Regions from separate parts of the Oryctolagus cuniculus genome. Here region 1 is linked to region 2. A link is a contact called in public Hi-C data. All regions are on one chromosome and are shown on one strand. Each heading gives the region's core, a stretch centred on a gene start, on an enhancer-like site or on the middle of the called end of the contact. The rest is flanking DNA. Distances are from core to core; before and after follow the strand shown. Region 1 has its middle 42 kb from the start of SIX1. Region 2 overlaps SLC38A6 (solute carrier family 38 member 6).

Region 1 (2,909 bases), core at 142-2,641, 400 kb after region 2:
CTCGCGGCCCTAAGCACACATCCCGTGTGGGCCAGATTCTGAGAGGCCCAAGGACCTGGACCATCTTCTACTGCTTTCCAGGCCACAGCAGAGAGCTGGATCGGAAGAGGAGCAGCCGGGACTAGAACTGGCGATGCTGGCGCTTCAGGCCAGGGCTTTAACCCGCTGCACCACAGTGCCAGCCCCTTGGTCATGACATTCTTAAGTTATAGCATACTCCAGGAGAAGAGAAGAGAAAAAGAAAAAATGCAAGTCCTGAACTGAAGAATTCCTGGTTTACTGTTTTTTGGCATAACTAGACAAAGAGAGAATATGGGGGCAGCACCGTGGCATGGTGGGTGTGCTCCTCTCTCGGAACCAGCACCGCATATGCCAATTCGAGTCCTGGCCACCCTGCTTCCAATCCACCTTCTTGCTAATGTGCCTGGGAAGGCAGTGGAAGATGGGCCAAGACCTTCAGCCCCTGCCAACCAGGAAGGATTTCCAGGCCACAAGATTTGGCCTGATCCAGTCTAGGCGGTTGCTGCCATTTGGCGAGTGGAACAGTGGACCAAGATCTCTCTCTGTCTCTGTCTCTCCCTCTGTCTTTGTAACTCCGCCTTTCAAAGACAGCAAGAATTCTTTGGGGGAAAAAAAACACCCCACTTTCTATTTGGAATTCAGACAGGGGAGAAATCCTGAAGAAATAAATCATATGCTAAACATTGACATCTACCGTGTTATGAAACATATCATCAGATGTGCCTTGAGAAAAATATGTGTAACATTAAAAAACTTGCAGGCTGAAAAATTGTTTTTGCACTGGAATAAACCTACCTTATTTCCATTTCCCACAGTTTTTTTTTTTTTTTTAGATTTATTTCTTTATTTGAGAGGCAGAGTTAGAGAGAGAGATAGAGATCTTCCATTCGCTGGTGGAATTCGCTACCCAGATGGCCACAATGGCTGGAAGGCAGGAGCCAGGAGCTTCTTCCAGGTCTGTCACGTAGGTGCAGGGGCCCAAGCACTTGGGCCATCTTCCACTGCTTTCTCAGACTATAGCAGAGAGCTGGGTTGGAAGAGGAGCTGCTGGGACAAGAACCGGAGCCCATATGGGATGCGGGCGAGGCAGACAGAGGCTTAACCCACTACGCCACAGCACTGGCCTCTCCCATAGTACTGTTGCGTTCCTTGTATGGCCTTTGACAAATAACTTGCCACGCCCCATGGACTCTGTTTTTCTCTCTGCAAAATGGAGACAGCAGCAACCACTTTTCAGAGTGGAAAGTTAAGTGAGCCAGAGCACATAAGGGCTTGTCGTCTTGCGCCCCAAATGCAAATTCTGTCCCGGTCTCGTCCTCTGTGTTTCTCCGCAGGGCTACGCCTGTATTTTATTTTAGTCCATCGTGTTTTCCCTCTGTTCTCGGCTTTCCCCGTTGTTTCTGTTCTTATTTTTTCTGGCTGATCTTGCCTCTTCGGTTTCCCTCTTTCCCCTCCCGTTCATGTTTGTTTTGCCTGTGTTTATTTTTCCATCATGAACTTTCCTTGAGTTTCTTTCTCATTTGCTTTTTTGCAGGCGCCTTTTGTTTTACCTGGGGCTTTAGGGCCTTGCACGTTGGTGTCAACACTGACTGCTGATTTTGGACTTTGCTGGGGAGGGGGAGTGGAAGGTGTGGGGAGGCCTGGACGAGGAGGGTGGGGTGGAAGTGGTTCCTTGCTTGGCTGTCCGTGTTTTACAGACAGACATTTCAGCTCCCGGCCAGCGGGCTGACACTTTTTCCCACGGGTCCTCAGGGTTTTTGAATCTGCCCTGATTTCACTCTCCCCCGCCCTCCCTTCCTCTCTACTCAGTTACAGCGGAGTGCAGCTTCCCCTCCCCGGCTTCCTGCTGCCGTGTTTTCTCTGAAACACGTTTTCCCTATTAGGGCCCGCCTCTCACGTTTCACTTGGGCGGAACACCCACTGGAGGGGGAGCTGACTTGTGGAAGGGGGAGGGCCCGCAGACAGTGACAGTAGGAATAACAGTTGCACGGGAGGTGCCAGGGCCCAACAAGGCCAAAGGCAAGAGAGCAGGAACGCATGACCCTCATCCATCGGGCATGGAGCCTAAATAGAATTCGGAGAATACACAGCAAAGAGGCCAACTAAGGGAGGAGTGGCTGGTGACCAGAAGCAAAAGCTGGGAAGTGGGGCTGGCGCTGTGACGCAGCGGGTAAAGCCACTGCCTGCAGTGCCGGCATCCCAAATGGGCGCAGGTTCTAGTCCCGCCTGCTCCACTTCCAATCCAGCTCTCTGCTATGGCCTGGGAAAGCAGTAGAAGATGGCCCAAGTCTGTGGACCCCTGCACCCACATGGGAGACCCAGAAGAAGCTCCTGGCTCCTGGATCGATGCAGTCTGGCTATTGTGGCCATTTGGGTGTGAACCAGCAGATGGCAGAGTTTCTCTCTCTCTCTCTCTCTCTCTCTCTCTTTCGCTTTCTCTCTCTCTGCCTCTCTCTAACTCTGACTTCCTTTTTTTAAAAATATTTATTTATTTATTTATTTGAAAGAGTCACACAGAGAGAGGAGAGGCAGACAGAGAGAGAGGGAGAGAGGAAGAGGGGGAGAGAGAGGGAGAGAGGTAGAGGGGGAGAGAGAGAGAGAGAGGTCTTCCATCCACTGGTTCACTCCCCAGTTGGCCACAATGGCTGGAGCTGTGCTGATCCGAAGCCAAGAGCCAGGAGCCTCTTCCAGGTCTCCCATGCGGGTGCAGGGGCTCAAGGTCTTGGGCCATCTTCTAATGCCCCCCCCAGCCATAGCAGAGAGCTGGATTGGAAGTGGAACAGCCAGGATTTGAAGCAGTACCCATATGAGATGCCGGCACTGCAGGTGGCGGCTTTACCCATTATGCCACAGCGCTGGCCCCTGTAACTCTGACTTTCAAGTAAACA
Region 2 (2,700 bases), core at 136-2,635:
CTGGCTCGACTGGCCCAGCCCTAGTTGTGGCCATCTGGGGAGTGAATCAGCAGACAGAGTATCTCTCTGCCTCTCCCTTCCTCTTTCTGTAATGGCATGACACCAGCCCCTAAACCAAGAATTTCAAGTAAATAAATAAAATAAATAAAATCAATAAAAATTTAAAAATACAACTTAGTAAAACAGAAAATGCTAATGGCAGAAACACAAAATATATGGTTACTAACTATATTTTTAAAGAGTTCTTAGGAAAAATTAAAAGGAAATAGAACCGGAAAGTTATATGTGATTTTTTCCTGATTTCTTGCTCATTCCACCACACATTCCTGTAATGCAGCCGTCATACTTTTTACACTTAAGGACAAGCACATATACTTGCACACACACAACAGTAAGAACATAAATCCATGCTAAGTGGGAGTTGCAAGCTTCAAAAACTAGTAAGGGACACTTTTCCCAGTCACTTTCGAGCTGGTCTCAGAAGCCGCTGCTGCGGTAATGCGTCCTCTTACTCCATCTCCGGGAGCCAGTCTCCCACTGCAATGTTATATTGCAGAAGGGTTTTCCTCTATGTGGGTTTCTTTTTTTTTTTTTCTTTAAATATTTATTTATTTATTCGAAAGTCAGAGTTACACAGAGAGAAGGAGAGGCAGAGAGACAGAGAGGTCTTCCATCTGATGGTTCACTCCCCAAATGGCTGCAATGGCCGGAGCTGTGCTGATCCGAAGCCAGGAGCCAGGAGCTTCTTCCGGGTCTCTCACGCGGGCGCAGGGGCCCAAGGACCTGGGCCATCTTCTACTGCTATCCCAGGCTGCAGCAGAGAGCTGGATCAGAAGAGGAGCAGCCGGGACTAGAACCGGCACCCATATGGGATGCCGGCGCTTCAGGCCAGGGTATTAACCTGCTGAGCCACAGCGCCAGCCCCTCTATGTGGGTTTCAACCCCTGGCTTCTAACATGGACTTTATGAGCCGCTGCATGTCTTGCACACTCTGGGTTATGAGGAAGCCTTTTCCAATGCACCCTGAATCACTACTTGGCAGGGGGGGGGGGGGCAGTGCTGGTTAACTTCCTCTTTACTAGAACGAGAGCGGGAGCAGCAGCAGAAATAGAAGTAGGATCACAATGTCCCCTTCTCCACTCTCATTCACGTCCTTAGGAGACGCACATGCCAGCAACTCGAACCCGTGCACAAGTGTTTCAAGCTCTAACGGACCTGAAGCTGTGCTCTCTGCAGGTGCACAAGTCCGCAACTGCGGGGACGCAGGAGGCACCGAGAGAGGCCAGACACTGAAAACACAAAGCTGTGCTCAACTTCCAGTCACTCCGAACAAGAATCAAAATGGGAACCTCAACACGTCCCTGGGAAACACCTGGCAACTAACCTTCCAAAGCTGGCACAAAGCCCAGTGCTGTGTGTCTGAAACGTCTTTCCTTCTGGGGTCTGATCCCAGCCCCCGTGCCAGGAGAAAACCGGCCCAAGGAGCAGCAGTTCTGCTGCCCCTGCTACGGAACAATATGGCATTGTATACTTGAAAGCTGCTACGAGGGCAGAGCTCATGTTAGGTAGTTCTACTATAATAAAATAAAATAAAATAAATTGCTATAAACCAATTTGCCTCTTGGAAACAAAGCAAGTGTTATGAAGGCACTCAAGGGAGCATGTCCGTTGTCAGTCACAGCATCCGGGACAATTTCCTCTTGCGTAAGAATAAAGGAACACTGTTGGAGATCCTGCAACGACAATTACGTTACACTATTTCGGATCGTGATTCGAAATAGTCGGCGAGGCACTGAACGGGCGTCTGAAGGTAACTGGGCCTCGTCCCGGAGGAACGCAGCATCACGGGTAACAGAGTGTGAGACTGCAAGAGGCCTCAAGACCGTCTGCAGCGGCTGCATTTGTGAAAATCAGCTGAAGACGGGTGGTGTGCGATGACCGCAGCCATGGAAACGCGTCTTCTGCTGCTGCTCCAAATTCAGGCTGTTTCTCAGCCGCTGTCTCATTTACTGCTCGATCACGCCTCATACTCTCCTTTTCACGGGATAGAACCTTAAGTTCTTAATCTAAAAGTAATTTTATCATAAAATATCACTTCTCTACCCCTGGCATGGCTACTGATTATTATAGATCACTTCTTAGCCTTCCTAATTTATGTTAATAAGCCAAGTGTAAAAAGAGTGCTGTTTTCTTTACCATTCGTTAACAAGAGAGGCTGCACAGCAATGCATAGTTTAGATTTCATGTTCATGTTGCATCATGAATTGTGTTTGGCAATGGAGATTTTCAAAGAACAGAAAAGATTAAGCTTACAAATAAAACCCCAGCCTAAGCAATACAACCAAGCAAAAAGAAATCTCAAAAAGTACATATTAGTAAATTTATTTTATAGATCAATAATTTATTTTTTAAAGATTTTTTAATTATTTGAAATAAATAGTTACAGAGAGAGGGAGGGAAAGACAAAGATCTTCCATCCACCGGTTTACTCCCCGTATGGCTGCGATGGCCAGGGCTGAGCCAGTTGGTTCAACCAGGTCTCCCACGTGGGTGGTAGGGGCCCAAACATTTGGGTCATCTTCTATGGCTTTTCCCAGGCTATTAGCAGAGAGTGGGATCAGAAGTGAGCAGCCGGGACACTAACTGGTGTCCATATGAGAAGCTGCCATCATGAGCAGCGGCTTTACCCACTACACCACG

The links. Hi-C and Micro-C count contacts between places; a contact is called where the count stands out from the background.
Region 1: a contact with region 2 is called in a Hi-C map of liver, with 10 times the contacts expected there. The contact joins two enhancer-like sites. A contact is called at or near these places in 6 of 6 Hi-C or Micro-C datasets (ear pinna, embryonic fibroblasts, liver and 3 more).

The regions. Positions count from the first base shown.
Region 1 is chr20:9,959,565-9,962,473 of mOryCun1.1, forward strand. No RefSeq gene overlaps it. Among named protein-coding and RNA genes, the nearest start is that of SIX1, 42 kb to the left of the region's middle. Within about 2 kb of position 1,392, at least 2 of the 8 cell types and tissues checked have an H3K27ac peak or open chromatin away from gene starts, as enhancers often do.
Region 2 is chr20:9,555,591-9,558,290 of mOryCun1.1, forward strand. All of the region lies in intron 7 of SLC38A6 (solute carrier family 38 member 6), which reads right to left. Among named protein-coding and RNA genes, the nearest start is that of SLC38A6, 46 kb to the right of the region's middle. Within about 2 kb of position 1,386, at least 1 of the 8 cell types and tissues checked has an H3K27ac peak or open chromatin away from gene starts, as enhancers often do.